Regions from separate parts of the Mus musculus genome. Here regions 1 and 2 are each linked to region 3. Evidence: chromatin contacts called from public Hi-C data. All regions are on one chromosome and are shown on one strand. The core of a region is the stretch at or near the end of the contact, and the rest is flanking DNA. Distances in the headings are between cores, read along the strand shown.

Region 1 (2,979 bases), core at 363-2,862, 190 kb before region 3:
TCATTAATAGCTCCTTAATCATCTTCCTTGCTCCCAAGTACAAAAGCTTGTTGTTTGTACCGATGCCACAGTATTGCATAAGAAAGCCTTCCCTCGTATTTCAATATGCACAGCAGAAGCAAAAAGTGTCCAGCATACCACCCTAGTAGGTTTTAATTTGAAATCCAATCTATGTGCATTCCCCCTCACTGAAATAAGCCGAAGCATTTAAGGTTTTATATTGTGCTTTAAATATTCTATTAAATGTCATCAGCTGATTCAGGAAAATGTATTGCAAAAATATTAGAGATGTATAAACGTGTAAATGTAATAAATGCTTGGGACATGGAAAGGAATGTAAAAGTCCAACATCTATCAGGTAACCGTAAACCACTAAGAACCACGGATAGAGAGTAATATTTGTGTGATATATAGTATCTTAAGCACAGACTCTTATTTCTGGTATTTATTGCAGAGCAGTTACATTAAAAAACCCACTAATATAGAATTATTGCTATCTTTCCTAACTGTGAATTCCTGAAGTATGAATATTTTGCTTGAGGAGTGAGCTCTAACTTTCTTAACAATGAAAGGATGTATGCCGTCTTTAAACCCGGCTGGAATCGGAAGGTTGTGTTTCCTTGACAGGTTTTTAATGGCAAGTTAAGACTGCTGGGGAAACTGCGGAACTCAAAGGCATTAACTGACAAATTAAGCAAAGAGTAATGAAAACTTGGATGTGTTAGAATCATCATTCATTGAACTGTAATTGCCTGAGCAGCACAAAATTAAATTGTAACAAGTAAGGGTCTTGACATTTCCCGCAATTTCTTAAAAAAAAAAAAAAGTTTGTACATGCCATGGGAGATAAACAGTAGTCACATGAAATACTGGATGTGGGTCTTTTAAACTAATTAATTGTGTTCATTCAGTGGGAATCAGCCCCTTTAGAAGACACAGAAGGTTACTGTAATGGTGTGCTTTTTTGAGTCTTTAGCATTGAAAGATTTTGATTCTTTGGTAGATGATACAATTCTAGGTAGGGTCATGGACCAGGTATAAGGCCTTTTAGGTTATGGAAAAGACTAGAAGTGACTTGTTCTTTGTGTCTCTTTCTCCCACTACACACTTCGTGTAAAAGAAGACACATCAAGAATATACAGATTGTTATGAATATCATTCTAGGATCTTAGTAGGTTTCATTTCTCTCCAGGCAGAAGAGTGTCCCCTTCCCACCTACATGAGAGGATGCTCACAGAGAAAGGGATATCTGGGTTCTAGCAAACGATTTGGATGTCCATACCAAATCTGAGAGGGTGGAGCAAAAGCCTCAGAAGTACAAGCGAAATGTAGTTACTGTGAGCTATAGTTATGGAACCCACCAGAAGAGCCCTAGCAACTTTGGTTTTTAGGTTAGAGATTGTGAATTTCCCAGCAGAGCCTGCCTCGGCTTCGGGTGGGAAGCTGTGATGAATGTTTGAGTGAGAAAATATGCGTGTGAGCTAGAGCATCTGCTTCTATTACTTAGTTTTCAAGAGGACACTGCAAGTCACGGAAATGAGTGGGCTCAATGCTGGAGAGGATCCAGAGGAAGCCAGATCGTAAGAAGACAAAGGAATAACAGCTTGGAGAGAGCTGTGGGTGAGTCTGAGGGGGCGGTGAGGACTCACCCCAGGGGCTCATCGTCTTCTCTGTTCATCTGGAGACAGCCAGTCCTTTTTAAGCAGCTTGAAGATTCATTCAAGATTGAACTAAAGTTTCCCCATTAAAATATTTCGAAAATGAGATGCCCTGGGGCAACAGTTTCGCCTCTGATAACACTGTGTGGAGGGGTGTCCTGTAACCACCAGGAATCAATAGAACAGAACAGAAATAGAACCAGAATCTAGCATGTGACTCCAGATATAAAGTTGAGTGAAGTGTTACTTTAAGGAGACTAAATTTCAGAGTCAATGCATTCCCTTAAAGATTTATGAACTATCTGCAGCTAGAAGGCGAGGGAGGAGTTTGGGTATTAGGCAAATGTCTAGATAATTTTGTAGCTTGAAAAAATAGAATTTACATTCTGGAGCAATAGCGATGACTAAGCTTTGTGTGAATGCACATAGGAGCATGTATCAGAATCACAGAGACAATCAGGCTTAATTGCTATTCCTTCTTCACCGGAGCTAAGTTAAAGATGGTGATATGGGGTGGAGTGGAGAAGAGGCTAGGGTAAATCAGGAGAAGGGCCCGGCATGTTGTGCTGTGATTGCACTTTTGCTTGCTATAAAGGACATTATATTTGTGACTTCTCATCTCCTATTTGCTAAAACCCGTGTCCAATTCACAAGTTCTTTCTTCCCTTGTTATCTTTGTGTATTTACTCAGCACATCTGTTTGTTATGGAAACTCTAATACTTAGAATTGGCCACCATGAAGCTAAGTCATTAGGTAGACAGAGTGGAATTCAGTTCTTTCATCTCCATTTAACTGGATCATTTCATGTCCCGAGAACCCAGTTGCAACTTCCCTACTCTAGCCATCCTCTCCTTATCTGCCTCTCTCTTTGTTGTCTTATCAAAGCATGTGAGTTCTATGGCCTATGTCCTCAGTACTTTCTTAGATTTATTTAACCTTACATGGCAAATGAAATTAAATAATAGATATTGGCTCTTAAGGGACTCTAGGTCATCCCCTTCTGATAGTAAATTTCCATCTGTGTAAGAAAAGAGGGATGCGGTGAAACCTATGCTGAGACAAGGGAGGTAAGGGCATCCCTTGCTTGATTTCCTGACATCCACTTAATGACTCTGTCTACAAAGAGCTTTGGATGATCGGTTAGAATATCAAGATTATACAAGGCTCTAGATCAATAAAACAAGCAAGCAAACAAACAAACAAGCACACACACACATGAATTTTAGCCTTGTCTGCACAGTGACCAAATAATTCTCAATAATTCTTGACATGACTTGATTGATGTGTATCCCCAGGCAAATCAGCACTGGGTGGAGAAGG
Region 2 (3,015 bases), core at 85-2,584, 220 kb after region 3:
CAGGATGCACAGCTGAGAAGGAAACCATGTGGGTCCAAGGGAGTGAGAATGATGGAAGACAGAGATGTAAACACAAGGATGAGTAGAAATACAGTCTTCCATCTGAATGTACAGGCTCTGCCCCACCAAGCAGTGTTCATCTGGACATTCTATCCTGAACAATAAATACAACTATGTTCATGATATGTATAATATATTAGGTATTACAAAGTAACCCAGAAATCATTTAAAGCATGTGGGTGAGTGGGTGGATATGAGATATGAATAGTCCTATGATATTTTACGTTAGAGACTTGAGCATCCATGGGTCCCAATGCCCTCATGGAGTCATGAAACCAATCCCCTACCCCAAGAGACACCTGGAATCCTGTTTAGGAATAGTAGGATACACTCATCAGTGGCAAAGATGTTCATGACCTAACAAGCATGCTCAAAGTTCAGAGTGGCTGTCACCTGCTGCAGAGTCATTTAGATGCAAGACAAGAAATGAGCAATGGCCAAGGCAGTTCCCATGGGATGTCTGTTGCATGTCCATCTTGGCCATAACAGCTCAGGAGGCTTCTGGACTGCCAACCTCAAACTAGGATCCACCAACAGTTTTGCTATTCTTCTTTAGGTTGGGGGATTAGTTCTATTCTGACTGTGGATATTAATACTTATGTCTCAGAATGTCAGGTAAGTTGATGGCTTTGTTACCAGAAGATAAGAGAATAGCCTAGCCCTGTCCCCTCACCATCAGCAGACTTGTGTGGACAGCCACAAGGATTTGGTTCCTGGTATAACTTATCAGGTCAGGAACTGAGATTTCTCTCTAAGCATTTAATCTCTGTGAGACCAAGCACACTATTCAAAGAAATGTCCCCTCTGAGCCATCCTTTGCCACTAAAGCAGAAAAGGTTTTATTTATTTATTTATTTATTTATTTATTTATTTATTTACTTATTTATTTACTTATTTACTTATCTATCTATCTATCTATATATCTATCTATCTATATATCTATCTATCTATCTTTGCAAGCTACATTCTTACCAGCTTGTCCATCAGAGGATATTTATTTGTTCATTAATTTCTTTTATGAACATTGTACACGTTACACAGTACAGTACCTCCTGATCATTTATAGGCCAGATTTATACCCCGTGACTTGATGGAAGGCACAGTGCAGGATAGCAACTGTCCCTTTCTCTGTGTAAGCAGCCACGGCACGATGTGCAGCATGAGGAGTCTCCTTTTAGACACTGCAATTATCACTTGTCTTATTTATGCATCTCTCTTAACATTGTGTTCCCTTTACAAATACTTTTATTTAAAATGGCACGCAAGGAAACAGTTCAGCATGTCTGAAGTTTGGGGGCTGGGGAAGAGAAAGAAGAAGTAAGCCTCGGACAATTCCATCCGTTAAAAACCACAGTCCACCAAAAAAAAAAAAAAATAATAAAGTTAAATTAGCATTATATTTCCTAATGTCTTGGTACCGTTGTTAGTGCTTACTGTTTCCTAAAGAATATTCAAAAGGTATTTTTTCCAGTAGACCAATTCCTTTTAGGCACACCCTGGAAATGCCTTGCTTATTTTAAATAGGCCCATTATGCTCTCAGACACCTACATAACTAGCAAGTCCAGCCTTAATAAAGTGACTGGGCTGTATGCTTTCCTTGCTCTGTCATTTATTTTGTCTTCTCCAACTCTCCTTTCAAACAATTCACAGTTACCAAAAGATTTATTAAATTCCTCACCCAAGTTTCCCGGAGTAAATGCAAACTGAAATTCTGCCTCTAGCAGAGCAAGAAGCAGTGACTCAAAAGCTGTAGAATTCCTTCTCTTAATTCTTAAATGTTTCCCTTCCTCCGACTCTTTCTGGAGAGATAGGTGAGAAAAGCAATTGCCCCCACTGCTTAAAACATCCCAACTCTGAAACTCAGTCCGTCCCTGTAATTTCAAATCCCAACCCAGTTGCCAGTGCCTGGATTCCAGGCTCTGGGTCTGAGTTCAGAGCTTAAAAATCAGTCACTCTGAATGGCATTTCAGCCAAATGGAAATCGTTTCTTCTTTGGGGGTGGGGATGGGGAGAAAGCTTTCCTGATTTTAGGCTACAGCCTCAGAAGACTGAACAGTCTCAGAAATGAAGCTAGGATGTAGGAGAGAAATTAAAGGAGGTATAATTTTCTCCCGATGTGGTTGGAAGAAGTCAGTGCCCTTCACTGCTTAAGAGAACAAGGCACTTCTGTACCCTGGAAGATTTCTCCAACAGTCCCTAGTTCTGGGTTAAAGGCTTGTGACAGTTTGAATATTAAAGGGTCTCTTGGGTTAGGTAGAAAAGAAGAAAAACCTCCTTTGGGCTCCCCAGCCCCAACTTAAAACTGTCCTTCAAATGATCAAATTGTTTTCAACATCAGGTGGCTTCATGAGCTTCACCTATTATGACTCCAAGGGAGTTATAGCCTCTCTCAGAGTTCGGTGGTTGTTGTAAGTGAGGGCAGTGCTGGAGCCCAAGGCATAGCCAGACATCATCCCACAGCATCTTTGACTCCCCAAGGACAACTTTCAGTCCCAGACCTTGCAAATAAAGGGACCACATTAAAACCCTAAAGAAAAGTGGGAAAGAGCGGCTTTCTCTGGAGCCTTTAGTAACAAGAAGGAACTTAGCACATTTTATAACTCATAAACTTCATCACTATTTACATGATCTCCCACTGCATACTGTTCATTCCATTCCATTCCTTCCTGGGAATCAAAGTAACACAGATCTCTGTGCTCTCATCTTCTGGGTTCCCTAAGCTGCCTTCATCCCATCTATTGACCGGCCTCTATGAAAGGTGACATAGAGAAACACTGTGCCAAGCATTGTTTAGTCTACCTCTGTGTCTTTACAAAGCCAATAGGCCATATATTTATTAAAATCTGCCTGATAGCCTGAAATTGTTTTATCTATATACAGCCATTGATTTGTGTACCTTGAACATGAATTTCTCAGTTCTAAGTTACACTGATGCTGGTAGGTAAAGTGGAATG
Region 3 (3,185 bases), core at 141-2,640:
ATCAGAGGGGGAAAAAAAAAAAGAAAGAAAGAAAAAGTGAAAAAAATAACGTTTCAGCAAGAGATATCTGGGAAAATAATGGCAAATTACACACGATTTAGCTTTGCTTTTAGCTTTTATAAAAACCCAAGAACTATGAACTGAGCAGTTGAGCCCTAATTAAGTCTCCTCTTGATCATTTGCATGGCAGACCCAATTCTCAGGGTATTTTCTTAAAAAGCATCGTATCAGCCTCTAATTCAACTGTTCTTTTTATTTCAATTCCTTATTTTCCCCCCTTGGGTAAAAGAGAGGTTAATGTGAGCCATTAAGAATTAAAAAACAATTACACAATGAAAAAATAGTTCAGATGAATTTTAATTAGAGCCCAATGTAATGGAATTTGAACCCAGTACACCGGAAATACATAGCCAGAACTCTAGCCATTAAATCTCAGAGCCTTTGATTAAACTCAATGGGAATTTAGAAAGATTCTTTTGCTGCCCGAAGATACCATGTTTTTTCCATTAATGTCAGAGAAATATATTGAGGGACTAAAATATTACTAATAAAAATAAATGTGAAGGTTGTAAATTTCAAACAATGGAAGATACAGAGCCCGTACCTGGATTTTTAAGTGAGTATGTGGCATTTCGTTAAGATTAAAGTTGAAAACACAATGTATTATGTGTGACCTCTTTAGAAAGGGAGCCTAAGTAATTCCAGGATTTGCCATCCTTTGGAGTATAAGAACAATAAGTCAGAGACCGTGGAATGGTCTGCTGCAGGCTGAGAGACGATCGTGGAAGTATTCCAGACAGGGGTCAGATGCGAGGCACCACATGGCATCCCAGCATCCTCCCTTATTCTACTGCCTCCAAGCGGTTTGCTTTGCATCCATAAAATGGGGACAGTGGAATGGACCAATTTGAATCAAAGACTATGACTAAGCTGCTTAATTCAAATCAAGACACACATCAAATTTTCCCCTAAATGGTGAGGCATGTTAAAAGTGAGGCTCAATTCCTGAAGAGATTTGACCTTATTTTCTCCTCAGTAAGTGATTCTATGTCGAACCACTAGGCCTCCTAGCCTTGAGAGATACCCCTGTCTTTCATAAAACTCAGTCAGCCACTGGAGGGAGCCAGCAGGACTCATACAGTATAACTGAATATGATCAACCAGTAGGGAAAGATAATTTTAAAATGGCATATAAAGATGACAGAATTTGAACAAAATCTCTTTTATTTATTTATGCCAAAATCTGTGTGAATGTAAAATGCCAACTCTATCATGCTTTATTTATGGTGTGGCTTTTCTCTTAAAAAGGAGAGAGGGAGTGGGAGAGAGAGAGAGAGAGAGAGAGAGAGAGGGAGAGAGAGAGAGAAAGAGATGGGACCTAGCCTGGTTCACATGGCAAAAGACAGAGTGTCAAAAGAGAGTGCCGGTCTCAGTACTCACCTACCCTGTCTTGGCACAGCTGCTTCATCTGGGCAGCTTTTAAAACCCTTTGCTTGCCAATTCCTGCAGCAGAATCAAGCCAGTGCCCTCTCTGTGGATAGAGAGATGTGCAATATGTAAAATTCCCCAAGACAATTTTTATTTATAGCTGTTGCAAACAATGTTTATACAAAGTTTATTAAATGTGTCACCCACATTGATTTATCCCAACCAGTCTCTTCAATCACTAATATTTATGAGATGGGTTCAGTTGCAACAATTATTTTATATGCTATAGAGTATGTTATAACTAGGGATTCACCCTGGCAATTATATCAAAGATAAAATGCTTCCTGAGGGCCTCGGGGCAGGCCAGAAAGTATATTATTGGACACAAGGTGGTTTAAACTGAGTATCACAGCACTAAATTTAGAGCAAGAGATGTGGAGCAGCTGATGCTTAAAAATTAAAACGGGTTTCTTGGGGTTCCAGGAGTCCCCTCATTTATGGGAAGGCAGCAGCCGATCTTGTGCTCATTTGTTTTCCCACACGGAGACCTGAGGCCTGGAAACGCTTCCGTGTCGACTCTGAATTTCTGTGAGCCTTAGCTCTCAGCAGCATTTACCTAGTGCCCAAAGTGGGCAGAAGAGCTACTCTTGGCTTGCACAAACATTGACAAAGGGAACCAGACACATGCTATTTGCAGCAAGGAATTGACAACGTCTGCAGAGTAGCAGAAACACTGTTAACAAAAAAGAAAAAAAAAATCACTAAAAAGCCCAAGATCGCCTTTGAAACTGTAAGATGACAAAGTCCAACAGGAAGAGGGGGGGAAAATAGAAACTTACTTAAAACTCACAGTTGAATGCTACTTCTGTTTCCTACTAAACCCTAAATAGCCTTTTGTTGGGCAAAATTAACTTGACAGACACACTGTGGTTCGGAGTGTGAGGCCTGGGGCAAGATAGGAAGGCTGAAGCAAAACAAAGAGGCAGTTACTGTGTTCTGTGAAGGAGCTGACCGGGGCTGGGGATTGCCATCCTTGGAAAAGAAGAGAGAGAAAAGTTCCGGATGTCTGAAGGGAGCAGAGATAGCGCTGGGACAGCCTGGGGGTTGTGACCTTGAATTGCATGCCCATGTTAAACTCACTTGATAATGTTCTCCTGTCTTTTAAAGTCACCCTTCTGGCCATATTCCCCAAGTGTTTTACAAATTGAGAGTCCAAACTGAAATAAACAGTTTTAGCAAAATAAGTCATTTGTGTCAACAAACTACAGTATTACTGTTGAATCAGGAATGCAGGGGCATAAGAGAGTAGCACTGCTCAATCCATGTTCTCACTGACCTTTTATAGCTGAGCGAGCGAGAGAGGTCTTTCATACAAGGCTGGGCCTCACTCGTAAATAAACAGGGAAGAGAGTGAATAACATCACCATCAACATTGTTGGTGCACAGACATTCTCACCTCAAAGGGAATAAGAAATTATTTATTCTGGAGCCAAATCTGAGTGATGATGGCCTGTGGGGATGCATATTGAGGCTACTCAAAGTTCCGTTCCAACAAGGAAGAGGTTTTGTGGTGCTTTTATTGGGACAGAACAAAGTTCCAGATCAAAAACAAAAACAAAAAATAAAATAAAATCAAGGCATTAAAAAACAAAAACAAAACAACAAAGGTGTAATCAGAGAGGCAGTGTCCTAGTTAGGGCTTTATTTCTGTGAAGAGATAGCATGAACCATGGCAACTCTTATAAAAGCAGACACTT

The links. A called contact is a pair of places that touch in the nucleus more often than the background predicts.
Region 1: a contact with region 3 is called in a Hi-C map of cortical neurons, with 2.4 times the contacts expected there. The contact joins two enhancer-like sites. A contact is called at or near these places in 4 of 484 Hi-C or Micro-C datasets (cerebral cortex, cortical neurons and forebrain).
Region 2: a contact with region 3 is called in a Hi-C map of cortical neurons, with 3 times the contacts expected there. The contact joins two enhancer-like sites. A contact is called at or near these places in 10 of 484 Hi-C or Micro-C datasets (cerebral cortex, cortical neurons, forebrain and 3 more) and 1 of 115 datasets of contacts at active chromatin or transcription factors (neural progenitor cells).

The regions. Positions count from the first base shown.
Region 1 is chr3:143,315,134-143,318,112 of GRCm38.p6, forward strand. The region is part of intron 1 of Gm40159 (a long non-coding RNA gene); the gene reads right to left. Among named protein-coding and RNA genes, the nearest start is that of Gm33514, 6.7 kb to the right of the region's middle. Within about 2 kb of position 1,613, at least 18 of the 459 cell types and tissues checked have an H3K27ac peak or open chromatin away from gene starts, as enhancers often do. A contact at or near this core is called in cortical neurons, where this site is marked.
Region 2 is chr3:143,728,492-143,731,506 of GRCm38.p6, forward strand. No RefSeq gene overlaps it. Among named protein-coding and RNA genes, the nearest start is that of Gm33867, 13 kb to the right of the region's middle. Within about 2 kb of position 1,335, at least 8 of the 459 cell types and tissues checked have an H3K27ac peak or open chromatin away from gene starts, as enhancers often do. A contact at or near this core is called in cortical neurons, where this site is marked.
Region 3 is chr3:143,507,376-143,510,560 of GRCm38.p6, forward strand. No RefSeq gene overlaps it. Among named protein-coding and RNA genes, the nearest start is that of Gm33604, 13 kb to the left of the region's middle. Within about 2 kb of position 1,391, at least 16 of the 459 cell types and tissues checked have an H3K27ac peak or open chromatin away from gene starts, as enhancers often do. A contact at or near this core is called in cortical neurons, where this site is marked.